Regions from separate parts of the Mus musculus genome. Here region 2 is linked to region 1. The links are chromatin contacts, called in public capture Hi-C maps. All regions are on one chromosome and are shown on one strand. The core of a region is the stretch at or near the end of the contact, and the rest is flanking DNA. Distances in the headings are between cores, read along the strand shown.

What was found. Capture Hi-C pulls out chosen DNA fragments and counts their contacts.
Region 2: a capture Hi-C map of embryonic tail shows a contact between it and region 1, with 2.0 times the contacts expected there. The contact joins two enhancer-like sites. A contact is called at or near these places in 1 of 115 datasets of contacts at active chromatin or transcription factors (astrocytes) and 1 of 9 other capture datasets (embryonic tail).

The regions. Positions count from the first base shown.
Region 1 is chr13:76,808,015-76,813,118 of GRCm38.p6, forward strand. All of the region lies in intron 10 of Mctp1 (multiple C2 domains, transmembrane 1), which reads left to right. Among named protein-coding and RNA genes, the nearest start is that of Gm24519, 210 kb to the left of the region's middle. RefSeq lists an enhancer at 1,865-3,865. Within about 2 kb of position 2,692, at least 53 of the 459 cell types and tissues checked have an H3K27ac peak or open chromatin away from gene starts, as enhancers often do. A contact at or near this core is called in embryonic tail, where this site is marked.
Region 2 is chr13:77,260,064-77,265,337 of GRCm38.p6, forward strand. 2210408I21Rik (RIKEN cDNA 2210408I21 gene) reads left to right here. Exons shown (of 20, transcript NM_001145676.1): 7 at 1-5; 8 at 1,826-2,091; 9 at 3,469-3,619. Among named protein-coding and RNA genes, the nearest start is that of 2210408I21Rik, 130 kb to the left of the region's middle. Within about 2 kb of position 3,583, at least 8 of the 459 cell types and tissues checked have an H3K27ac peak or open chromatin away from gene starts, as enhancers often do. A contact at or near this core is called in embryonic tail, where this site is marked.

The DNA of each region.
Region 1 (5,104 bases), core at 1,442-3,941:
AGAGAGATGTTGAACTATTCAGGGGAAAATGGATGACTTAGTCTTTGACCTTGCTCATCCTTTGACCTTCTGTGGTTTTTATGACATTTGTGATGGTGGCAAAAATTATGGGCCATCTGTTTAAGTAAAAAATGTCTGGATATACCATTAATTAAAATAACCTTAATTCTGAAATTATAAACAATTTTGAGCACAAATAAGCTCTTCATGTGCTTTGTCTTTTATTTATAGAATTTCAGAAAGTTGACATCTATCTTAGTGGTTCATGACAGCAAGTCTCTGCCTAATGTGAAACAAAAGTAAAGAGATAGGATTAAATATATTTTTCCATCTTCAAGTCTTCAAAGGAGCATCCATCCAGAGCAGTGGTTCTCAACCTTCCTAATGCTAGGACCCTTTAATACAGTTTTTTATGCTGTGGTGACCCCCAAACATAAAATTATTTTCATTGCTACTTTATAAGTGTGATTATGCTACCATTATGAATTGTAATATAAATATTTTTGGAGATAGATCTTTGCCAAGTGGGTTGTTACTCACAGGTTGAGAACCACTGATCTACAATATTATAGGGGATTTTACAATCATGAGTGATTCTCTATGCTAAAGCAGGAATATTTTTTGACCTGGTCCAAATGAAGCTATTGTTAGAAGGTATTTGGCATCAGAATACTTTCTCTAAAACAAACCAAACAAGACAAACTTACACGTGACCAACTTTCATATATGTTTTCATTGCTTTTAATTATTGCAGCATACAGTCACATAATTTGAGCACAATTTTACTTAATATTCCAACATTAAATGAGCACAGGGAAGAAAGATTCTGTAATCTTTTAAGTAGCTATCAATCTTACTACAGTTACAAAGAATTTTTTTCCTTTCAAAATGTAGAATTTTTCTTTTGTTACAACACATTCATTGAGAAACATTGTGATACTGTATTAACTCTGTGTGAATAGAGAGCAATTGAGACTCTCTTTGAATGAGTGAGTAGAAAGCACAAATTACTTTTTAATGAAACCCTCAATTCCTTCCCTTTCCACAAAAAGCCTATAGCCTTGTTCGGCAGAACACAACTACAGTAGGTCACTTCAGTTAAGCCCCTAATAAACTATTGATAGTCAAGGAGAGTTTTTTCTTCTGTCTCAATAGCCCAGTGTTGGCCAGTGCACTTCAGATCATTAAGGTTAATACAGATTTAAAAAAGAGATTAACTCTGGTGGTTAAGGCCTCAATTTACAACTCCCACACATATGCACACATTGAGCACAGCACAGGAGTGGATTGAAATTTCAGTCAAATTGTGGACAGCCTTTCACAGCCTGAGAAAGTGGCACTAAGGTTTGAAACTTTGATGCACTAAATTCTTTTAAGGGAAAATGTTTGAGTAACTGAAAATACTTCTAAGTACAATGTCCTCAAGTCAGCTGCCCAGAGAAAGGTTCCTGTTTCTCTGTACCATCAAAGCAAAACTAGGGGCTGACTGGTCCTGTTCACTGGGGAATAATCTTTCCAGCATGAAATCACATGTTCCCTAAAACTGGCCAGATTATGGGACCAGAAAGACCAACTGAGGAGTGTGTATGTGTGTGTGTGTGTGTGTGTGTGTGTGTGTGTGTGTGTGAGAGAGAGAGAGAGAGAGAGAGAGAGAGAGAGAGAGAGAGAGAGAGAGAGAGAGAGAGGAGCCTAATTTCTACTTGTTCATTTCTTCTGTATTGAGTGAGACTTTCTTTGAAGAAAATTTAGTGAGTTATCTTTAAACCGATGATGAGTTCTTTCAAGTTTCAAAAGGAAGAGGAGAGTTCTCTTTCTCAGCCCTTGCTCCCACTTTCTCCAGATTGTGAGTTCTGCTCAGCAGCCCTTCTCTCAGCTTTGCCCTGGGCTGTGGTGGTTCCACACCCCCTCCTCATTTTACCAGGGTTGTAGGAGGTTTGGTTGTTATCGTTTGTGGGTTTTGTTTTTTTTCTCCTGAGGAAGAGGTCACAGCCTCTCCAGGGAGACCAGCTGGTCAGCTTCAGAAACAGTGATACGGGGAACTGGGAACCTTTGAGAAGCTGCTCTGCCTTGCCACTGTGTTAAAGGGTGCCCACACAAACTGTCCTATCCCAGGTGAACTGACTTTGAAAATGAATGTACCATTTCTTTCAGAAAGTAATAGAAGGGGGGGTTATGATTCATAGTCATTAAAATTGTCCCATTAATTGAACATTTCTCCCTAAACTAAGCTGTTCATAAAAGACTTGTAGCATATCAGCCTCATAGTCTAGAAAACAAGTAGTTATTAAAAAGAAATGTTTAGTGCCCCCTTTATTTGCATATACTTTTTTCCATGTTTTCCTTTTGGAAAACTGTCTTCATTGTTGAAAAATATTTAAGTAACAAAACAGCATAAAAAGACACGCTACAGATTTTTTTTTTAAATCGGCCTCTGAGATGAGAGTCTTATTATCTTACAAAATAACAGTGAGCAGCTCAGATTCATTAGCAGAGCTAAATTTAAGCCCCATTTGACAGGCTGCCTAGAAAACATTTTGTTTTGCTGTCTGTGGGCTTTAATTAAGATGTGTTCAATTGCAGTCCTCTTCAGTCTAGCCCCCACCCCCAACTTGCTGTGTCACAGACCAGCGATCAGACACTTTTAGACGGTCCGGCCCATGACTTTGACCTTCTGCGGCAGTCCAGCGTTCCCTGGGGAACCGTTCAACTCATGAGGTCTGATTTCACACTTCCTGGATGCCTCTGCTCTCTTAACAATGACAGGGAGACAAAGCCCTTTAGAGCAGGCCGCATGGGGACTTGTTTAAATTGGAAACCAGAGAGGAGTCAAGGAACAAGGTTAGGGGCTACAGAATAGTGCTTTTAATAAAGAGCTCACAGCTCTGGCTCAGCTCAAAGAGGTCTACCTCTGTACAATTAATTGAGCCATTTATCTGGAGCATCTTAGGTCTCTACTTTCTCACAGACTTGCGTGGTAAATATCAGCTACGAAGCAAATGAGATATGCATGAAATGAATTTGAACACTGTGATTACTGTGCCTCCAGTCTTCATTAAAAGTAAATTTATTTGTATTTCTGACCTCATTATCAGTAGCTGCCTACGTTTTTATTGGTTCCTATGATTTCCAGCTTGAGTGTGTCATGAAGGTATATTATATGCAGAGATTGGGATTTATTATTCTTGGTATGTCCCCTAAACATTATGGGTCTATTCTGAAAAAGAAAATAAAAAAGCAGGCTGTAGAAGAGAAAAATCAAGTCAGATCCTGAAAGCTATTATGGCCAGTTGGAGACATTAGTAGCATGCAGGTATACATAGATATAATATATATAATATATATCGTATATACAATATTATATGTAAAACAGCCTTTAAATAATACACTCTCCTTAAAAAATAACCAGTGTGTTCATTTAGCAAATTGTACAAAATGCATGTAGTTGTTGTGTCAAATGTTTTTCCAAATCCTGTTGTCTTGTTGAATGGGGACGCCAGCTTGTTTCCCCCATGGCATTGTAGCAGTATGAGTTTTAGCAACATGGACCTGTAGTTGCCATTGTCATGTAATTATGCTGACAGTGTCCAATAAGCATTGTCTTCATTTTATGATCATTAGTTAAAATCTATGATGGAAGAAGAGAATATATGCAGCCTTTAAAATATACATCATTCCACCTAATGGAGCAGATAAAAGAAGAGAGTAAAATAATTTATAGCTAAAGGAAATACATGAAGGTATTGCCATTATTTACTATCTTAAGATTATATTTGTTACAGAAATGGATGCACACAGTCATCCATTGGACATAGCACAGGGTCCCCAATGAAGGAGCTAGAGAAAGGACCTAAGGAGCTGAAGGGGTTGGCAGCCCCATAGGAGGAACAACAATATGAACTAACCAGTACCCCAGAGCTCCTAGGGACTAAACTACCAATCAAAGTGTACACTTGATGGGACTCATGGCTCCAGCTACATATGCAGCAGAGGCTGGCCTAGTCGGTCATCAATGGGAGGAGAGACCCTTGGTCTTGTGAAGGCTCGATGCTCCAGTGTAGGGGAATTCCAGGACAAGGAAGCAGAAGTGGGTAGGTTAGTGAGCAGGCGGTGGAGGGTAGGAAGGCTTTACAAGTGGAAATGAGGAAAAGGGATAAAATTTGAAATGTTAATAAAGAAAATTTAAAAAGAAAAGAAAGATTGTGTTTGTTGATACAAAGAATAAATATCAAAAAATTGAACTGTTTCCAAGGTATGCTTTATGTCCATGATATAAGTTAATGTCTCCATTTGCTTTTGAATAAGCTACATAAGTTTTTTAGCAGTATACTTTGATTAACTATTTTATCTAATTCATAAAGCATCAGAAGGCATTCTTGTTATGATAATGTACATGATTTAGAAAAATATCCATATGTACAAACTCACATGGGATATATGCATTAAGGTTCTTCAGATATTTGCTAAGAATGAAACTAGCTCACAGAAGCTTCAGAACCTGCGGCAGTTGGGCCTTCTGTCCCCTTTCGTCCCACACTCCCCTCACCAGGAACTTGCTTTCTTTTAGTATTGCATTTTAAAAAATTCAGACTGTAAATGCAGAAACTGAAAAGTACCCTTTTAACAATAAGCCATTCTTATCAAATATATGTTAAAAGCATAAAGGAAAGGCATAATTTAGCATGAATGCTGGACTAGCCTGCTTCTGAACCAGTGTTACAAATGGAATTACAGAAATCACGTATGATTCATATGCAGGTCACATGGATAGAAGATTCTACTCTGAAAGAGTAGGTGGGAATCACAAAGAAACTAATAACTGGGTTTGATGTGCTCTAGAGGTGAAGGACTCTGTGCTGAGAAAGTGCTGGTCTCCTTATCAATGGGAAAGGAAGAAATACCATAAAATAATTAAACCGGTTCTACAGAAACAATATTACAAAATACCCTTCAAGTAAAGACAGAGAGAGGTGCTGCTGTGGTATGTAAAGCCAGCCTCAGGATGTCCCTCAGTGCTAAGGAAGTTGGAAGATGCTGCTGCTGATTTAAGTTAAACTAGTCTTTAAATTTTTGTTACACTAAGATATAGTTATATAAATAAGACATT
Region 2 (5,274 bases), core at 2,333-4,832, 450 kb after region 1:
CCAAGGCAAGTATCAGATGAGATCTCTTCAAACCATTGCCACTTACTAAGGCATTACATCATAGTTACTCTCTTCCTTTTTGGAAGGAATTGTAAAAGCAACCTATGTGGAAAGTATAGACTACCCCACTTAAGGATCCATCTCATATACAGTCACCAAACACCCAGACACTATTGTGGATGCCAAAAAGTGCTTGCTGACAGGAGCCTGGTATAGCTGTCTCCTGAGAGGCTCTACCAGTGCCTGACAAATACAAAGGTGGATGCTCTCAGCCAATCATTGGACTAAGCACAGGGTCCCCAATGAAGGTGCCAGAGAAAGTTCCCAAGGAGCTGAAGGGATTTGCAGCCCCATAGGAAGAACAACAATATGAACTAACCAGTAATCCCAGAGCTCCCAGGGACTAAACCACTAAACAAAGAGTACACATGGAGGGACCCATAGCTCCAGCTGCATATGTAGCAGAGGTTAGCCTTGTTTGTCATCAATGGGAGGTGAGGCCCTTGGTCCTGTGAAGGCTTGATGCCCCAGGGTACAGGAATGCCAGAACCAGGAAGTGGAAGTTGGTCTGTTGATGAGCAGGGGGATAGGGTAGGGGATAGGGGGCTTTTAGAGGGGAAACCAGGAAAGGGGATACCATTTGAAATGTAAATAAAGAAAATATCTAATAAAAAAAATCTTTCCACCTGAGTGACTATCTTAGCCTGTTTTGAAAGCACCAGAACCTGCTGAGAACATGTAAAGTAATTCAGTACATATATTCTGCAGTAAACCACTGTAAACTCAGCAGTCAGTGGTGGGTTTTTGTCACCCTGAGGCTCTATAACCCTTCTGGGGAGCCCTCATCAGCCCCTCTCCCATCAAAGAGACCAGATACTTATTAAATAGCAAAAACAGACAAAACACTTCTGAAATATGCTGGCTCCTTAGCCATAAGAATAGATTACATATTGTTGTTCCTCCTATGGGGCTGCAAACCCCTTCAGCTCCTTGGGTTTTATATCTAGATCCTTCATTGAGGACCCTGTGCTCAGTCCAATTGATAGCTGAGAGTATTCCACTTCTGTATTTGTCAGGCACTGGCAGAGCCTCTCAAGAGAGCTATATTAGGCTCCTGTCAGCAAGCACTTATTGGCATCCACAATAGTGTCTGGGACAACATTATGAACTAACCAGTAACCCCTACAACTCCCAGGGACTAAATAACCAACCAAAGAGTACACATCGTGGGACTCGTGGCTCCAGCTACATATGTAGCAGAGGATGGCCTGGTCAGACATCAATGAGAGGAGAGGCCCTTGATCCTGTGAAGGCTCTATGGCCCAGGGGAATGCCAGGGCCAGGAAGCAGGAGTGGGTGGTTTGGTGAGCAGGGGGAGGGAGAAAGGGGCTAGGGGAAGGGGGTTTTCAGAGTGGAAACCAGGAAAGGGTATAACATTTGAAATATAAAGAAAATATCCAATAAAAAAAATGATTACATGAGATCTTTCCTGTTGCTTCTAAACTATCTAGGCAATATTAGAATATATCTATCGATTATGCATAAAAGTATTGTCATGTAAAGCTGGCTATGAGTTTTTCATAATATATGTCTGGTGAGCATAAGGTTTGAAGGTTATATATAAAGAGACATCATTTTGCTATTTCCTTATTTGAGAAGAAACATTTAACTTTCTACAACTGAAAAAATTTATTGTTAGAAAGCTGTGTCATTATATTTATGTTTGATGCCAAATTCATTATTTAGGAATTTGGCTCCATTGTATATAAATTACATGGTGCTGTCAGAATACAAATAACTCTGTGCCGCGTTTATTTCTCCCTAGTTTTGTTCTGACATCATAGAAAAGCTTGATACAATGCTTCTCCTGGCCCTGGCATGCCGAGATGATTCTCCTCAGGAAATCAAAGAGAACCTGGTAGAGGCCTACAGTAAAGTGGCAACAGCTGTCCTGGAAAGACTGCAGGAGAGAGGAAAGGAGGTTCCTTCCCGAGCACCACTGAAGAACCTGCACAGCATCCTGTCCTCAGCAACGTATGTCTCTCAGCGGTTCACTCACTATGATAATCTGATGAAAGAGACAACTAAGAAGTGAGTGTCCTTAAATGAAGCTGATGTTCATGCTCTAAGAAACACACACTCTCCAGACTTCACAGAATTGAAATGTTGACGATAATCACTGAGGAGCACATAATAATGGTGGATTATTTTCATCTTTCTCTATTAGGAAATGTTTAAAAGGTCAAATATGGGTCATATCAAACAAATGTGTGGATACTAACAAAGGCGCTCTCTACTAGAGACATGCACAAAAGAGCACACAATGTTCTGCATGGTTTCATGCCAAGACTGAATTTTACCCTGTTCTTTTCCTATTGTACATTAAACTGACCACATAGGAAAGGAAGATCAAAGTTATTTCTGCCCTGCATATAACCATTTGTGAAATAGTCACTTCTTGCTTCTGCTTCCAATCCAACAAGCTGGTAGTAACTGCCAGAGTGAATAAATGCATTTCAATCCATCGCTGTGTCTAGTGTAAACATATTGCAGGACATCTATTTAGTAATAAACTATCCATAATATTTGAAGAGGAAGCATCTGCCAATCTTAATTCTCATGCACTAGTAGTCTAAAAATACAATATGTTTTCTGTATAGAGATAAAAATTGCCATGGGTGCTATCAAGTAGTCGTTTTGGTTACACATGAATTTTGTAAATCCTACCATAGCTCCTTGAAATAAACATGTGGACTTGCCAGTCCAGTGCAGTCCAAGAATCTATTCTATATTCTTTATTCAGCCTTCATAGTCTCTTAAGTTATGAAAGACAGAAGTGTGATATAAATAGCTGAAGATAAAAGTGAAATAAATTTGGCTCACTGTAGGATACAGTTATGTTATTTCTTTAATTCTCATAAGTCATCAGATGTTGTGATTCATACTTGAATTTATAAACAAAATATGGCAGAAACCGCTTCATTTCAGTAGACTATTCTAAAACAGTTTATAAGATAATTGACATCTACAAAATTACAATTTTTAAAAAATAAAGACAGTGTGTATGAGATGTGATAGCTTTAGAATAGTTCATTCTGACAAGTGTATGTTGTTCTCCAGTAATGATAACCTAATGCCTAAATAATGCACTAATCTCTAATAATAGGCTTACAAAGAATACTTTAAGTTTTGAATGATCTATTGACAATACAGTTCGTCTCCAGTTGAAGTGCATATTTGTAGAACAGCAGATGTACATTTCAAAGGACTTGCAAAACAAAGAAAGGCTCCCCCCACCCACTTTTTTTTTTTTTTTTTTTGGAAAGTGAATGTGGATACAGCCTTCAGCTTTGGGGGGAAATGAATGATTGATATCTAATAATGAAAACCATTCTTAGTGCTGGGGGTTGTTACCTCCTACTGCACAGACCTTAAATCTCTGTCTCTTTGATCATTCCCTCTGAACAGACCCATATTCCTGGTGCCTGTCCAGCGCTATCAGGAATTCATCAACACTGTCCAGTTTCAGGTTACGGACTACTGCGCCAGAGTTTGTGCTATGAGCATTTTACAGGATGCTGAGAGCCACCACTGGGATGACTACAAAGCTTTTTATGAGGTGTGAAGTTTACTGTTCGTCCTTTTTACACAAACATGTTTTACTGCCTACCTGCTTTCTAGCTAATTAGAAGCATGAGCTCCGTATTGCTAAAACACGACGCCTGTTAGGATAATATTTTTTAAATATTGAATTTGTACTTAGGAAAAACACTCTCTTTAGAAACCTGAAATAAATTAGACATCAGAACTCCCCTTCTGCTTAAAAGTAAAAATAACTTAATTTGAGTTGCAGGATTGCAGCACTGTCTGAACCAGGGTAAAATGAGATTCAATGACAACTCAGAGATAACAAGAGCTGGCTGGATCCTTTGTGTTTTCCCAAAGCTACCAGTTATACATGTCCTTGTGTGTATTTCCACCCTGTTTAATAAATGCTTATTATTAAGTAGCCTTACATTTAAGCTTATTTTTTACTTCTAATTCTTAAGAGTACATTTAAGATGCATCTTACCATTTTGTATTTCACTATTTTCATTCAGCTTGTTTTGATATCCAAACATCTACCAAATGATAAAATATTTAAAATTAATTCCATACAAGGATCAAATATTTATGTATCTTTAACATTTTTTGAGGTTTAAGAGTTTCAGTGACCAGCTTGTCTTTCTTAGCTTTTCCATCCCACCCTTTCTTCTGGATGTCATCTTATGATCTTCATTTTCCTTGATCGTCTGAGCCACTGTGGAGTATTTAGAAAAAGAGAAAGGGCTTTTCTCAGTAATCACTCTTTCCATTCCCCAGCGCAGGAAGTGTTTGTGACTGAAACATCATAGGTGCTGTTAAAACAGAGCAGCCTCTAATGAGAAACTCTTAAAGACATTCCCGTTCTCCTCAGGCTGTCTCTTCTCTCCTTAAAGCCCTCCTCAGGTACTTTTTCCTTTGCAAGAGCATCCATACATCATTTTTCAAACTCAGCATACTTCAAGCATTAGTGGTAGCAGTGAGCAGAGTAAGAGATGAAGGGGCAACAGTACAGCTGGCAGCCTGAGATAAGAAACAAAGTATTGGTCTCCCTTCTCCTGGCAGCATTGCACAATCTACTTGCCTTGAGACAGAAAGTGGAGCCATCTTGTTTCAAACTGTTTCAATATGTCCAGGTACTAATGAACAATTTTGTATGTTTTCAGTGAAGAATAGATATCATTTTGATACATACTCAGGGTATTTGTTTCCTCTTATGCAAATCAAGGACTAGAATAGTTGTGCCCTGTAAATAATAAGTGTATGTGCTGAGAACCTGTTATTGGAGTTACCCAGTATTTACCAAAAATATATATATATCATGTAACAAACACACAGCTCTTAGATCTTATGACAAGGCTTTATCTTCAACAACAGAAATAGAGAACCTGTTCCCCCGTGAGTTCATGCCACTTGAGCTTCCTTATACTTACACGGTCAGTAGTTACAATTTAATTGAGAGTTAATGGTTGTTCTTTGTGTGTAGAGAGGAAATAAAGTGATACTGTTTTCTATTTACCAAAAATAAGATGGTTCATAAAATAACCCCGGTTTTAAACTGCTTTGACAAGTGGTGTACCTGACATGATTGCATCTTGCTTATTGACTCCTTTTTACCTCCTCTGCCACATGGCAGCTGATTTGTGGGAAAGGACTACATTAGAAAAAGTGAGATGTTGCACTGCTGATTGG